Regions from separate parts of the Sus scrofa genome. Here region 1 is linked to region 2. Evidence: chromatin contacts called from public Hi-C data. All regions are on one chromosome and are shown on one strand. The core of a region is the stretch at or near the end of the contact, and the rest is flanking DNA. Distances in the headings are between cores, read along the strand shown.

Evidence for each region. Hi-C and Micro-C count contacts between places; a contact is called where the count stands out from the background.
Region 1: a contact with region 2 is called in a Hi-C map of skeletal muscle, with 4 times the contacts expected there. The contact joins the promoter of COMMD5 here to the promoter of ZNF34 in region 2. A contact is called at or near these places in 2 of 47 Hi-C or Micro-C datasets (liver and skeletal muscle) and 2 of 2 datasets of contacts at active chromatin or transcription factors (alveolar macrophages and skeletal muscle).

The regions. Positions count from the first base shown.
Region 1 is chr4:177,578-184,698 of Sscrofa11.1, forward strand. COMMD5 (COMM domain-containing protein 5) reads right to left here and starts at 3,265. Exons shown (of 2, transcript XM_003125430.5): 1 at 3,168-3,265; 2 at 950-1,861. The coding sequence starts at 1,804. The coding sequence ends at 1,130. It overlaps LOC102158405 (a long non-coding RNA gene), which reads right to left. Exons shown (of 3, transcript XR_002343681.1): 2 at 5,858-5,956; 3 at 5,107-5,667.
Region 2 is chr4:130,989-137,595 of Sscrofa11.1, forward strand. It overlaps ZNF34 (zinc finger protein 34), which reads right to left and starts at 3,937. Exons shown (of 5, transcript XM_003125455.6): 1 at 3,847-3,937. RPL8 (60S ribosomal protein L8) reads right to left here. Exons shown (of 6, transcript XM_005655297.3): 4 at 6,576-6,607; 5 at 5,536-5,651; 6 at 5,117-5,315. The coding sequence ends at 5,157.

The DNA of each region.
Region 1 (7,121 bases), core at 2,015-4,514, 46 kb after region 2:
AATGTTGCCGTGAGTTGTGGTGTAGGTTGCATACATGGCTCAGATCCTGCATTGCTGTGGGTGTGGGGTAGGCCATCAGCTACAGCTTCGATTTGACCCCCAGCCTGGAACCTCCATATGCTATGGGTTCGGCCCTAAAAAAGACACACACACACACACAAAAAGACAGCCCAGGAGTTCACGTTGTGGCTCAGTGGCTGAAGAACCCGACATAGTAGCTCTGAGGATGCAGGTTTGATCCTTCGCCTTGTTCAGTGGGTTAAAGGATCTGGCGTTGCCATGAGCTGTGGTATAGGTCACAGATGCGGATCGGATCCACATTGCTGTGGCTCTGGTGAGGCCAGTGGCTACAGCTCCAATTAGACCCCCTAGCTTGGGAACCTCCATATGCTGTGGATGCTGCCCTAGAAAAGCCCCCCCCAAAAAAGGAAAGAAATGAAAATATACATTTAAGTCAAATAAGTTTAAAAAAAAAAAAAGTCCCAGTTTTCCCCACCCCTGCCTCCCCCTCCAGAGTGGCTCTACTTCCCGCCTGACTGGCCCTCCTCTCACAAGCTACACCAGCTTTTTCTTCTTTGTAGAACCCATGTCCTCATGGATACTAGTCAGGTTCGTTACCGCTGCACCACCACAGGCACTCCTACCCCACTTCTCTCTCATGATGCGTTTTGAAATAATGGAGTGCCTCCCCTCCCCACTAGAATATTGGCTCCATAAGGGCAGGGGCTTAAGAAGGGGAATGAAATATCCATCCTGAAACACAGAGGTCACAAGAGCAAATGAGCAAGAACTCAGATCGACCTTTGTGTCCTCGCAAAAGCTTTGGCCTGGACCCCAGACACTGATCAGACCACACGTGGCCACACTGGAGCGCTGCCCTTGCTCTGCAACAAGACCGGCTGACAGCTGAGGGGAGGGGTCTGCAGGTTGACACCCACTCAGGAAGACATGGTTTTCATAGTCGCTTTACTTCCAAAAAAAAGAAATGTCCTCCATTTAGAGAATGATGTGGTTTCACCCAACGCTCTCACTGGAGGGCCTCCTGAGGGTGGGGGCCGGGCTTCGTTCTGGAGACAGCGTCTGAGCCAGCTGTCCCCGGGGTGACCAGAAGGGGACTGGCGGGGGAGGGTTAGTCCTGCAGTTTGCGCTCGCATCTCTTCTCCAGGTCGGCCATCTCTTTCAGGAGCAGGGCCACGGCGAACCTCAGCTCCTGGAACTTGGCCGTGGGGACCTCGAAGAGGTGTGCGGATCCATCCGAAAGCTTCAGCTGCATCAGGACGCTCGGCTGCAAGGAGCGGGTCAGGGCGCTGGTGGAGATGGCCACGTCCACCCTCCACCTAAAGTCGACAACGTGGGGCAGCCAGGCTCCTTGCTGCCTGGCCACAGAGTCAAGGAGAGGCCGCTGGCTCCCAAACACCACACTGGCCAAGTCCACAACCAGGTCCTGGGGGATGCAGAGCTCCTGGAGCTGGTTCTTGAAGGCATCAGGCTTCAAGCTGGCCGGGGGCAGCCGGAGGGCCTGCTGGAGCAGGGTGTGTATGCCAGCAATCAGGGCACCCAGTCGCTCCTCAGGCAGGTCTGCACCAGCCCTGAGGCGTTGCACAGCCTCGCGGCAGTCTTCTCCCTGCAGGCTGCTGACCACCAGCTTCAACAATCTTCTGAACGTGCCCCTGTCCAGGTCTCCCAGGAGCCGCAGCATGGATGCCACCTCTGGGGGCAGCTGGGTCCCCAGGAAACTCACCCGGCCACTGTGACTGTCAGCAGGGTGATGCAGGTATGGAGCTGCAGAACCCACAGCAGACATCGCTGCTTCCTGCTCTTTGATCAGCCAGCCCAGAGGAGAGCTCCCAGCTGCAAGTGCCTGGAAAGAGGTGTGGGAGAGAAGCCCAGTGACTCCCATGGCCTTTGGGCCAGCAAATGAGGACCAATATGCTCTCCACCTGCCTAATGCTGACATCAGACGTCGGCAGGAGACAAGCAAGAGAACCGAACCACAGGGGAGCACGCATAAGTTCAAATAAATAACAGATGAAAGAATGAAGGAGAAAAAAGGTCCAGAAAGGAGTTCCTGCTGTGGCTCCACGGGATGGGCGGCGTCTCTTAAGCGCCAGAATGAAGAGTCTATCCTCACCCAGTCCGACACGGTGGGTTAAAGGATCCGGGTTGTTGCAGCTGCGGTCAAACTGATGTGGCTCAGATCTGATCCCTGCCCGGGGAACTCCATACCCAGAGGGCAGCCGAAAAAAGGTGTGTGTGTGTGGGGGGGGGGGGTTTCCAGAGAATACAATGACACAAAAGCCACTGCCGCTACCACAGATGACTCCAGGACCAGTCTACTAACTATTCCACCTGCGAGCCTCACGACTCTGCAAGAGCAGGTTATTGTTCTCAACCTACCAACGAGGAAATCTAGGCTCAAACAAATGCCCGAGTCAAGGACTAGAACCCAGGCTCATCTACTCAGAAGTCCCTGCTGTTTTCACCACAGCATGAGGGGACCAGACGGCGACCCCCAGGGTAGGAGGGGCTGAGGGGCGTGTGACAACAAACTTTAGGTGCAGTCCCTGAAGGAAGAGCTCGTCTCAGTGACCAACTCCAACACGTGCCTATGCACGAGAGCACCGCCCATAATAATCGCCTGGGTGCTGGAGGAGGGCGGTCACAAGCCCATCACAGCCCTTGGTCCTCACAGCGCAGCGGAAAGGGGGCCTGGGGGGCCGGGGGCGGAGCTCGGGGGCACAGGGAACTCTCCACTGGCTTCGCCGCAGCCCACTCCCACCGGAAGGCCAGGCCCCTAATGCTGGCTGTCAACTACCGCCCAGTGCCAGAACGCGAGGGTTCTCCCTGGGGACCCGGCCAGGATCGGGAGAGCATTTTACTGCCCGCCACCTGACGCTCAGGCCCGGCTCCCCGGAGGCCAGCCCGCTACCCTCAGCCGACCCTTGCCCCGCCGCCGGCCTGGAGGAAGGAGCGCGCCTGGGCGGCCACCCAAGCGCGCCCGAGCCGCCGCGCCCCGGCCGCGGTCAGCGCGCTCGGGTCCCGCCCCGACCTGCCGGACAGGCCGATTGCCTCCAGAGCGTCCGGCGGCCAAGGGACCTGCACGAGTCCGCCGCCCCGCGCGGCAGGGCCACCCACTCCCAGTCCCGCCGCCCGCGCCTCCCACACACCTGGCGAGCGGTGCAGAGCAAAGAGCGGCAGGGAGGCCCGGCTTCCGGAAGCGACCCGGAGGCACTTCCGGGCGGCTCTAGACCGGCGGGTGGCCCCGCCCCCGGGACCCGCGGCCGGAAGGGCGGGGCCTAGGCCTCCGGGTTCCTCCTGGGGATCCCGGTGGGCAAGGCGCGCTTCCGCCCTTCTCTGCGTGTCTGGTGGCGGCGGGAGAGGGGAAGAGCACGGCCGTGGCCTGGGGGGGCGGCTGCACGGTGATTGTGAGCGTACCTCGCCTCTCTGCTGTACGCTTTGAATGACTGAATTGAATAGGGTGTGCATTCGTCTCAATAAGGTGGTGGGGTTTGGGGTTTTTTGGTTTTTTTTGCTTTTTTAGGGCGGCACCCTCGGCATATGGAGGTTCCCAGGCTAGCGGTCGAATTGAAGCTATAGCAGACCTACACCACAGCCATAGCAACGCGGAATGTAGCTGTGTCTGTGACCTACATCACAGCTCACGGGCAACGCATATCCTTAACCCATTGAGTGAGGCCAGGGATAGAACAGCCGTCCTCATGGGTACTAGTCGGATTCGTTGGGGCTGCACCACCGGGGAACGCCAGTAAAGAGGTGTTTTAAGAAATCAGTGAGGAGTTCCCACATTGAACTGAATGTTTATTCCTATGTTGAAACCCTAATCCCACTGTAATGGTGTTTGGAGATAAGGCCTTGGAGAGGCACTCAGGTCAGGAGGGGAGCCCTCATGCATGGTCTTAGTGTCCCTTCAGAAGAGACCACAGGAGTCAGTGGGTGAAGGATCTGGCATTGTCATTGCTGTGGCTCCAGTTTGATCCCTGGCCCAGGAATTTCCATATACTTCAACACGAACAAAAAAAAGAGAGAGAAAGAGACAGAGAGCTGACTAGCTCTTTCCACTGTATGAAGACACCATCAGAATTCGGCAGTCTGCAGCCCGGTAGCTATCTTTCACTAGAATCTGACCATGCTGCCTCCTGATATCACACTTCCAGTTTCCAAAATTGTGCGAAGTTAGTTTCTGTTGTTTATTACCCACCCAATCTGTAGTATTTCATTATAGTACCCCAAACAGACTAAGACAAATAACAAGTGTTGGGAAGACATGGACAAAATGAAACCCTTCTACATGGTTGGTGGGAGGGGAGAGTGGTCCAGCTACACTGGAAAAGAGTTTTGCAGTATCTTAAAAGGTTAAAAATGTTCACTATAAAAAAAAAAAAGTTCCCGTCATGGCGCTGTGGTTAACGAATCCGACTAGGAACCATGAGGTTGTGGGTTCGATCCCTGCCCTTGCTCAGTGGGTTGACGATCTGGCGTTGCCGTGAGCTGTGGTATAGGCTGGGGGCTACAGCTCCGATTCAACCCCTAGCCTGGGAACCTCCATATGCCGTGGGAGTGGCCCAAAGAAATGGCAAAAAGACAAAAAAAAAAAAAAAAAAAGTTCACAATAGCCAAGACATGGAAACAACCTAAATGTCCATTGACAGATGAATGGATTAAGAAGATGTGGTATATGTACACAATGGAATACTACTCAGCCATAAAAAAGAACAAAATAATGCCATTTGTAGCAACATGGATGGAACTAGAGACTCATACTGAGTGAGGTAAGTCAGAAAGAGAAAGGCAAATACCATATGATCTCACTTATATCTGGAATCTAATATACGACACAAACAAACCTCTCCACAGGAAAGAAAATCATGGACATGGAGAACAGACTTGGGGTTGCCAAGGGGGAGGAGGAGGGAGTGGGATGGACTGGGAGTCTGGGGTCAATAGACACAAACCGTTGCCTTTGGAATGGATGAGCAATGAGATCCTGCTCTGTAGCATTGGGAACTATGTCTAGTCACTTATGATGGAGCAGGATAATGGGAGAAAAAAGAATGTATACATGTATGTGTAATTGAGTCACCTTGCTGTACAGTAGAAAATTGACAGAACACTGTAAACCAGCTATAATGGGAAAAAAAATTTTTAACTTTTAAAAAACTTGGAAATATTTATATAGCCCAGCAATTCCATCCCTGGTTATATGCACAAGAAAAATGAAGATATGTTCATACAAAATCTTGCATAAAAATCTTAGCAACATTATTCATAATAACCAAAGATATAAAAACACAAATGTACATCAGCTGGCAAATGCATGAGCATATTGTGTTCTATCCCCTCAATGGAACAGCATTCAGCAACAAAGAAGAGTGGAGTACTGGCATGCTAGGACATAGGGGAACTTGCAAAATACTGTGATGAGTGAAAGCTGTCCAGCTGAAGCGGGAAAGAGGCCAAAGCATCAGACAGGCACGGGTATGGAAAAGGCTTGGTGGACGTCCAGACCAAAGTGGCTGGCCCCTCTCATGTTATCTGTTCCAGTGTCCTATGATGAGAACGTGGTGGCTCAGAGGATCTCAGCATCAGGGACTGATGGCCTGGACTGTAGGACCCTGACCCAGGCTGGGTCCGTCAGAACCTCTCTGCCTGTGAGCACAGTGAGGGAAGAGCTCAGCCTTGAACAGGCTCGTTTATGCCAAAGGCTGCCCAGCCCCCCTCAGCAGATAAGCCCCTGGTGTACTCCAGGCTCTGGGTTTAGTCAGACCTCCCACTGCTCCCCAGGACGCTTAGGCCATAATTTCCGTACAGGTTAGCTTTGGCTTTCCTGGAACTTTACCTAAATGAAGATAAATAGTATATGCTCTTCGGGTCCAGCTCCACATAATGTGATTCTTTCATGCTGTTGCCGGCTGTCAGCAATCTCTTCCATTTTGTCCTAGAACAGACAGATGTGGCTTGGATCTGGCATTGCTGTGGCTGTGGCATAGGCTGGCAGCTATAGCTCTGATTCAACCCCTAGCCTGGGAACCTCCATATGCCTTGGTTTCGGCCCTAAAAAGACAAAGACAAAAAATAAAAAAAATAAAAATAAATAGAGCTGCTGTGAACTTTCATGTAGAAGTCTTTTGTGTATGTTTTCATTTCTCTTTGTTAAATGGTTAGGAATGAATTTCCTGGATCAGAACAGGTGTGTGTTTAGTTTTTGTTTTTGCTTTGTTTTCTTTTTTGGCCACCCCATGGCATGTGAATTTTGTTGTTGTTATTATTACAACTCCACTTTACTGAGTTATGATTGACATGTAAAAACTTGCGCATATTTAATGCATACAACTCGATGAGTTTGCAGACAAGTGTACGGCCATGAAACCAACACCACTACCACAAATAAACATGTCCGTCACCTCCCAGCGTTTCCTCCTGCCCCTTTATTATTATTACTTATGTGTGAAGAACACATGTAAGTTTTATCCTCTTAGACAACTTCAAGTGTACAGTGCAGTATTGTTATCTGTACAATGCTGTATATTTCTGGAACTTATTTCTCTTGTATAACTGAAACTGTAACCTCTGACCGTCACCTCCCCATTTCACCCTCTTCCAACCACCAGCATCCCTCCAACTCTCCCCATTTTACTGTTTCTATGAGTTTGGCTAATTAAAAAAAATTTTTTTATATTTTGTCTGTGCACACAGCATAAAAAATTTCTGGGGCCAGGGATCAAACTTGTGCCATACCAGTAACCAGAGCCATAGTAGTGACACCAGACTTAACGCACTGTGTCACCAGGGAACTCCTTTGAGTCCTATTCATCTTCTGTTTCTTAACTGGGTGGGGTTCACTTTGGGACAATTTATGAAACTGTACATTTATAATGTCCGTACGTGTCTTTTTCCTTTTTCGGCTGCACCCTTGGCACACGGAAGTTCTCAGACCAGGGATCAAATCTGAGCTGCAGCTGGGAGCTACACCACAGTTGTGGCAACACTGAATCCTTAACCCACTGCGCCGCAGAGGGGAACTCCTTTTTGCACATTTTTATGTATGCTTATTAACCAATGACCAAAAAGGGTTTGTTTGTTTTGGACCACATCCAAGGCAT
Region 2 (6,607 bases), core at 2,687-5,186:
GATGCAGCCAAAAAAATGAAAGACTAAAGCAGAGGCATAGCCTGCCAGATATCAAGGGTTAGGGTTGGGGTTAGTAGTAGTAGACAGTAGTAGTAGTAGTAGACATGACTCCAGGACACCCACCTTGGCTACCAAAATTCAAAAATGCTCAAGTCCCTTATATACAATGGCATAGTTCTTGCATATAATGCACACACAGCCTCCCTAATCTCCCATATACTTTAATTTGGGGGTGGGGTGGCACCCACGGCATATGGAAGTTCCCATGCTAGGGAATGAATCAGAGCTGCAGTTGCTGGCCTACACCACAGCCACAGCAACGCCAGATCCAAGCTGTGTCTGCAACCTACACCACAGCTCATGACAACACAGGATCCTTAACCCACTGAACTGGGGCAGGAATCAAACCCACATCCTCATCGATACTGGTTGGGTTCCTTACCGCCGAGCCACAACTGAACTCCTCCCATATTCTTCAAATCACCTCTGGATTACTTATCACATCTAATACAAAGTAAATACAATGTAAAAACTACATAAATAGGAGTTCCCGTAGTGGCACAGTGGTTAACGAATCTGACTAGGAATCATGAGGTTGCAGGTTTGATCCCTGGCCTTGCTCAGTGGGTTAAGGATTCAGGGTGGCCGTGAGCTGTGGTGTAGGCTGCAGACTCAGCTCGGATCCGGTGTTGCTGTGGCTCTGGCGTAGGCCGGCACCTACAGCTCCGATTAGACCCCTAGCCTGGAAACCTCCATATGCTGCAGGAAGCCACCCTAAAAAAGGCAAAAAAAAAAAAAGCTACACAAATAGTTGTAGATACAATGAAAATACTATGTTGCCAAGTGTATCAAATTAAAGTTTTGCTTTTTGGAACCTCTTGGATTTTTCCTCCACTTTATTTTTGGCTATCCTGCAGCATACTGAGTTCCTGGGCCAGGGATCAGAGCCAAGCTGCAGGTGCAACCTATGCTGCAGGAAAGAAGATATGGAACAGATCCATGCATGTATTAATAACATACTTGCGACCTGAACAGCAACACACCATATTCCATAAGTGGAGCTGGCACAACTGATTTTCCACAGGGAAATACAATTTGACCCTGCTTTCTATGGCACAAAAATATGGCCTAGATGTTTCTTAAAAATGCTTATAGCTGCTATAACAAAATAATATGCAGAGTTCCCTGCGGGCTCAGCAAGTTGAGGATCTGGCATTGTCGCTGCTGTGGTACAGGTCTGATCCTTGGCCCAGGAACTCCCACATAGCCAAAAATAAAAAGAGGGGGACAAATATACAGATTTCTCCAAAAAAGACATACAAACAAGAGCTACATGCTCAGGCACTCAACATCACTCATCATCAGGGAAATGCAAATCAAAACCAGAGTGAGATACCAGCCATTGTTAGACATGGCTATTATCAAAAAGCTAAAGAGAATAAACCTTGGTGGGGATGTGGAGAAAAAGGAACCTCTGCGCAGTTTGTGGAAATGTAAATTGCTGCAGCAACTACGGAAAACACTAGGGAGATTCATCAAAATATAAAAAATGGAACTACCATATGATCCAGCAATCTTACTTCTGAGTATATATCCAAAGAAGGAAAATGTGAAGCTCAGCGAGAGTTCTGCAACCCATGTTCACCGCTCCCTCATTCAAAACAGCCAAGATCTGTCAACAACCCAAGTCTCTGCACATGGATGAAGGGTTAAAGAAAATGGGCGGTACACACACAAAGCAGTTATTATTCACTCATTCTAAAAAGAATGAAATCCTGCCACTTTACCAACACAGATGAACCAGGAGGGCCTCATGCTAGGTGAAATAAGCCAGACACAGACAAACACTGCATGGTTCTTTTTATATGTGGAATCTAAAATAGTCCAAATCAGGAGTTCCCACTGAGGTGCAGTGGATTAAGAATCTGACTGCAGTGGCTCAGGTTGCTGCAGAGGCACAGGTTAAAGAATCCAGCATTGGAGTTCCTGTCATGGCTCAGTGGTTAATGAATCCGACTAGGAACCATGAGGCTGCAGGTTTGATCCCTGGCCTTGCTCAGTGGGTTAAGGATCCGGTGATGCCCTGAGCTGTGGTGTAGGATGCAGATGCGGCTTGGATCCCGCGTTGCTGTGGCTCTAGCATAGGCCAGGCGGCTACAGCTCCAATTAGACCCCTAGCCTGGGAACCTCCATATGCCGAGGGAGCGGCCCAAGAAATGGCAAAAAGACAAAAAAAAAAAAAAAAAAAAAAGAATCCAGCATTGCCACAGCTGGGATGTAGGTCACAGCTACAGCTGGTATTCAGTCCCTGACCTGGGAACTTCCATGTGCCTCGGTGCGGCTGCCAAAAAAAACAAATAAAAATATAATAGTCTAAATAAATCATAGAAGCAGAGTAGAGTGGTGGTTGCCAGGGTTTGGGGGTTGGGGAAAATGGAGAGATGTTGGTCAGAATACAAACTTTCAATTATGCAAGATGAATAAATTCTAGAGATCTAAGGTACAGCCTGGGGGCTACGCTTTATGTTGCACTGTATACTTTGAAATTTGCTAAGAGGAAAGACCTTTAGTGAACTCACAACAAAGAAACAAAGAAAATGGTACCTATGTGAGATGATGGAAGGTTAATTAGGTTGAATATGGTAATAATTTCACAATGTTCACGTACATTAAAATCAAGCTGTAAAAAAATAAATAAAATTTGAAAATCAAGTTGTACACCTTAAATACAATTTTATCTCAATAAAACTTAAAAAAGGTGTAAGGATAATGTTCAAAATAGACACTGCCTGAGAAAGCTAGGTAAGATTCTAAGAGTAATTTTATTTTATTTATTTATTTATTTATTTTTGTCTTTTGGTCTCTTGTTGTTGTTGTTGTTGTTGCTATTTCTTGGGCCGCTCCCGCGGCATACGGAGGTTCCCAGGCTAGCGGTTGAATCGGAGCTGTAGCCACCGGCCTACGCCAGAGCCACAGCAACGTGGGATCCGAGCCGCGTCTGCAACCTACACCACAGCTCACGGCAACGCCGGATCGTTAACCCACTGAGCAAGGGCAGGGACCGAACCCGCAACCTCATGGTTCCTAGTCGGATTCGTTAACCACTGCGCCATGACGGGAACTCCTCTAAGAGTAATTTTAACAGTTCCCTTAAAATAAAAAAAATTAAAAAAAGAAGGAATTTACAATCCCAGCGAAACAATCTCTGGTGTTTGCTAATCCATTCTCTGTATTTTATTTCTAAAGTTTTATTGAAAAGATTTTTTTAAAGCTACATATTAAAAGCACCAAACCATGGGGCCAATGAAAAGGTGTCAGATCTTGAATAAAAATCTCTAAGAAGGGAAACAATTTTGGTCACTGGGAGAAATGCCTCAGAGCCACAAGCAGAAGAGGAGCAGATGGAAGGAACTACATCCAGGGGGAAGGGCGGCTAAAGGCGGGGTAGGGGCGGGCCGCGGCGGGGCCGTGCGGGAAGCGTGCAGACTGACGGCGAGCGACACAGGCAGCAGCAGGAATAGATCGGGGTGGAGCGGGTGTGACAGCAGAGTGGGACCCGAGTGCGAGGGAAGGGCCCGGCCCACCGGGCCTGTTACCTTCGGCAGGACGGTCTCAGGAACCTCGGGACGCAGAAGGAGCCCGGGGGGGCCCCCCCGGGAGAGGAGTCAGGCGGGGAGGCCCCGGGACCGGCCTGGACCAGTGATGGAGACCTTCGGCGGGAAACGGGCCCGGCGAGGAAAGACCCCGGCCTGGCGCCGAGTAGCGCGCAGGTCTCGGGGATCCGCGCTCCGCGCCGGGGAAGCCCCGCGGCCGCCGCCGCCCCCGCAGCATCCTCCCCACACTCACCTCAGCGCCGCCCAACCGCGGCCGCCCTAGTGGATCCCGCGGGCTGGTCCAGACCCGCCGGCGAAGCCCCGCCGGAAGTGACGTGGCCTGCTCCGCCCCCTGCCGCTCTGGAAATCGGACGCCACGTCTCGGTGGCCGGCTGCTCAAGGCGTTGCACCCCAAAGATCAGTTCTTTCCTTTACAGTAGGCGGAACATACACCCTCAGAGCCCTGAGATCACCCAGAAAGCGAAGAGGATGCTTACTGGTCAACGTAGTCCATTTTAGAGTTTAACCCACTGTCCCAGCCCCAACCCCTGTAAACAGGGCCCAGGGTCCACTCTATTACCAGAAAAGGATTTGCAGCGTGCCTGAGTGCTCCTGGGACAAACCCTTCCCTTCGGCCAGCCACCTGGAAACGCCTCAAGGCCACTTCACCCAGAAGGGGAACAGTAAAGCAAGCAGATTATAGTCTAAAGAACCATGGCAGGTGCTCTTTTCTGCAGGAAGAAACACTGCCCTCCTCTTACCATGACCAAGGTCCTAGCCTTCCTGGGTCACTAAGTGTGATGAGTTGCCCAGGGGGGGTGAGGTCTCCAGAAAGCAAGACCAGAAATGAGGTTGGGCCATGCGTATAGGAAGCCACCTGGCATCTAGGTAGGCCCTATCACCAAGGGGGGACCCTGCCACACAGCCCTCAGAGCAGCAAGGGTGACCAGTTCTCATGCATGGTGGCTGCCAGACTCCAGGCAGTGCCCTTCCACCCAGTCTGCTTCCAAACCACCCACACTCCAGTGGTCAGTCAGGCACGGTGGCTTAAGGGAAACACTGGGCTGGGGGGGCTCCGTCTGGTTCCCAGGAAGCAAGTGTCCTGGTCCTGAGGATCTCATAGACCTTCACTCCCAGCTTGAGGCCCCTGGGTCTATCAGCTTTGACCAGCCTGTCAGTCTGCGACAAGGTGCTGGTAACAACTGCCAAAAAGGAAGCCCATCTGTTCTGAGCAACTAGCCTGGTCCTTCATGGCAAGCAGGCACCCTGCTCTCCAGCCTGTGGCTTCCAAATAGTACTGCTGTCCACCCAATAGCACCCACACTCATCCAGATTCTCCAAGTGCTCAAAACAAAGGGTTACAGTCCTTGTGAGGAGGCTTCTCTACTCAGCATGCCAAGTGGGGATGGGCTTCCACTGTTCACTGGTGCATCTGCTCCATCTTCCTCCTCCCTCTACCAGGAACACCACGGCTGTCCTCCTAGCAGCATAACCCTCCCTCGGAAACCACAGGAGAGTGCGGCTTGGTTGTGAAAAGGACAAGCTTTATTGAGCCCCCAGCCCCTAGTTCTCTTTCTCCTGCACAGTCTTGGTTCCTCGGAGACGCCCTGTCCGGCGAGCAGCAATGAGACCCACTTTCCGGCCAGCAGGGGCATCTCTGCGGATGGTAGAGGGTTTGCCAATGTGCTGGTGGTTGCCACCTCCAAAGGGATGCTCCACAGGCTGCAGGAAGAGAGAAGTGGTGTTAAAGTGGGAGAGGCCTCAACCTACCTCAGAAGGGCTTGAGGAAAGACAGGATCAACTGGCCTGTGCTCACCGAACACCCAGTGTCTCACACCACAATCCCCCAGCAGAAGGAAAAGGACACTGCAGGAAGGAACCTGCCCAGTCCAACAGCCCCTGTACATGAATACCCCCCCACAACCACTTCTGGGCAACTTACGTTCATGGCCACACCCCGCACGCGTGGCCAGCAATTCCTCTTGGCCTTATACTTGTGATAGGCACGGCCGGCCTTCAGAATGGGCTTGTCAATGCGGCCACCTCCAGCCACCACACCTGTTGAAGACCACGCACCTCAGATTACCACACCCTGCCCAGCACTGGGGGGGACCTTCCATCAGGTGGAGACTTCCCCTGTTGGGTCCTTGCCAGTTCCCCATCCCCCAAGGGGATCACATGCTCCAGGCAGCCTCAAAACCAAGCAGTAAGTTCCCTTGTCTGTCAGCTGTTAAGTTTCTTCAGGCTCCATAGGATAAACCAGGGCCTCCTTCATATCCTCTGGAATGCCTATCTCGACGCAGGTTCGACAGGAATGGCCTCCCCACCCCAAACAGGGCACCTAACCTGGCCTGCCACATCTCAGCCATCACTTTGCTGGTTCTGTGAGCACACCATCAAAGAGGACCGGGCCGAGTTTCCGTTGTGGCACAGTAGTTAAGGATTCCAACTAGGAACCATGAGGTTGCAGGTTCGATCCCTGCCCTTGCTCAGTGGGTTAAGGATCCGGCGTTGCTGTGGCCCTGGCCTAGGCTGGTGGCTACAGCTCCGATTAGACCCCTAGCCTGGGAACCTCCATATGCCGCGGAAGCAGCCCTAGAAAAACAAACAAACAAACAAAAAAAAGGACCCGGCCTGTCACATACATTCGAGGGTATTAGCAAAAAGCACAATAAGCAAACTTGAGCTGAAACCCTATCACAGTACGTGGCTTTAAGAAAACCACATCCCTCAGGAAAGAGTTAACCAGGTAGAGACAGCAGCAGGAGCCCTGCCTTACAGGCCCTTACGATGCCACTCTCATTCTACGGCCTCCAGCCCTTAAACAGGAACCGCTGTACCCACTTCACAAACGGCCCACACAGACCACGGGGGTGCCTACGGAGCTCTTGCTTCAGGCGAGTAAGCAGCTCTCCTGGCTTCCAGGGCCCTGCTAGCGGCTAACTCTTCACAGGAGCCTCACAACTGCTGCCTTCCACTCACCGACCACAGCCCTGTTGGCCGAGGAGATGACC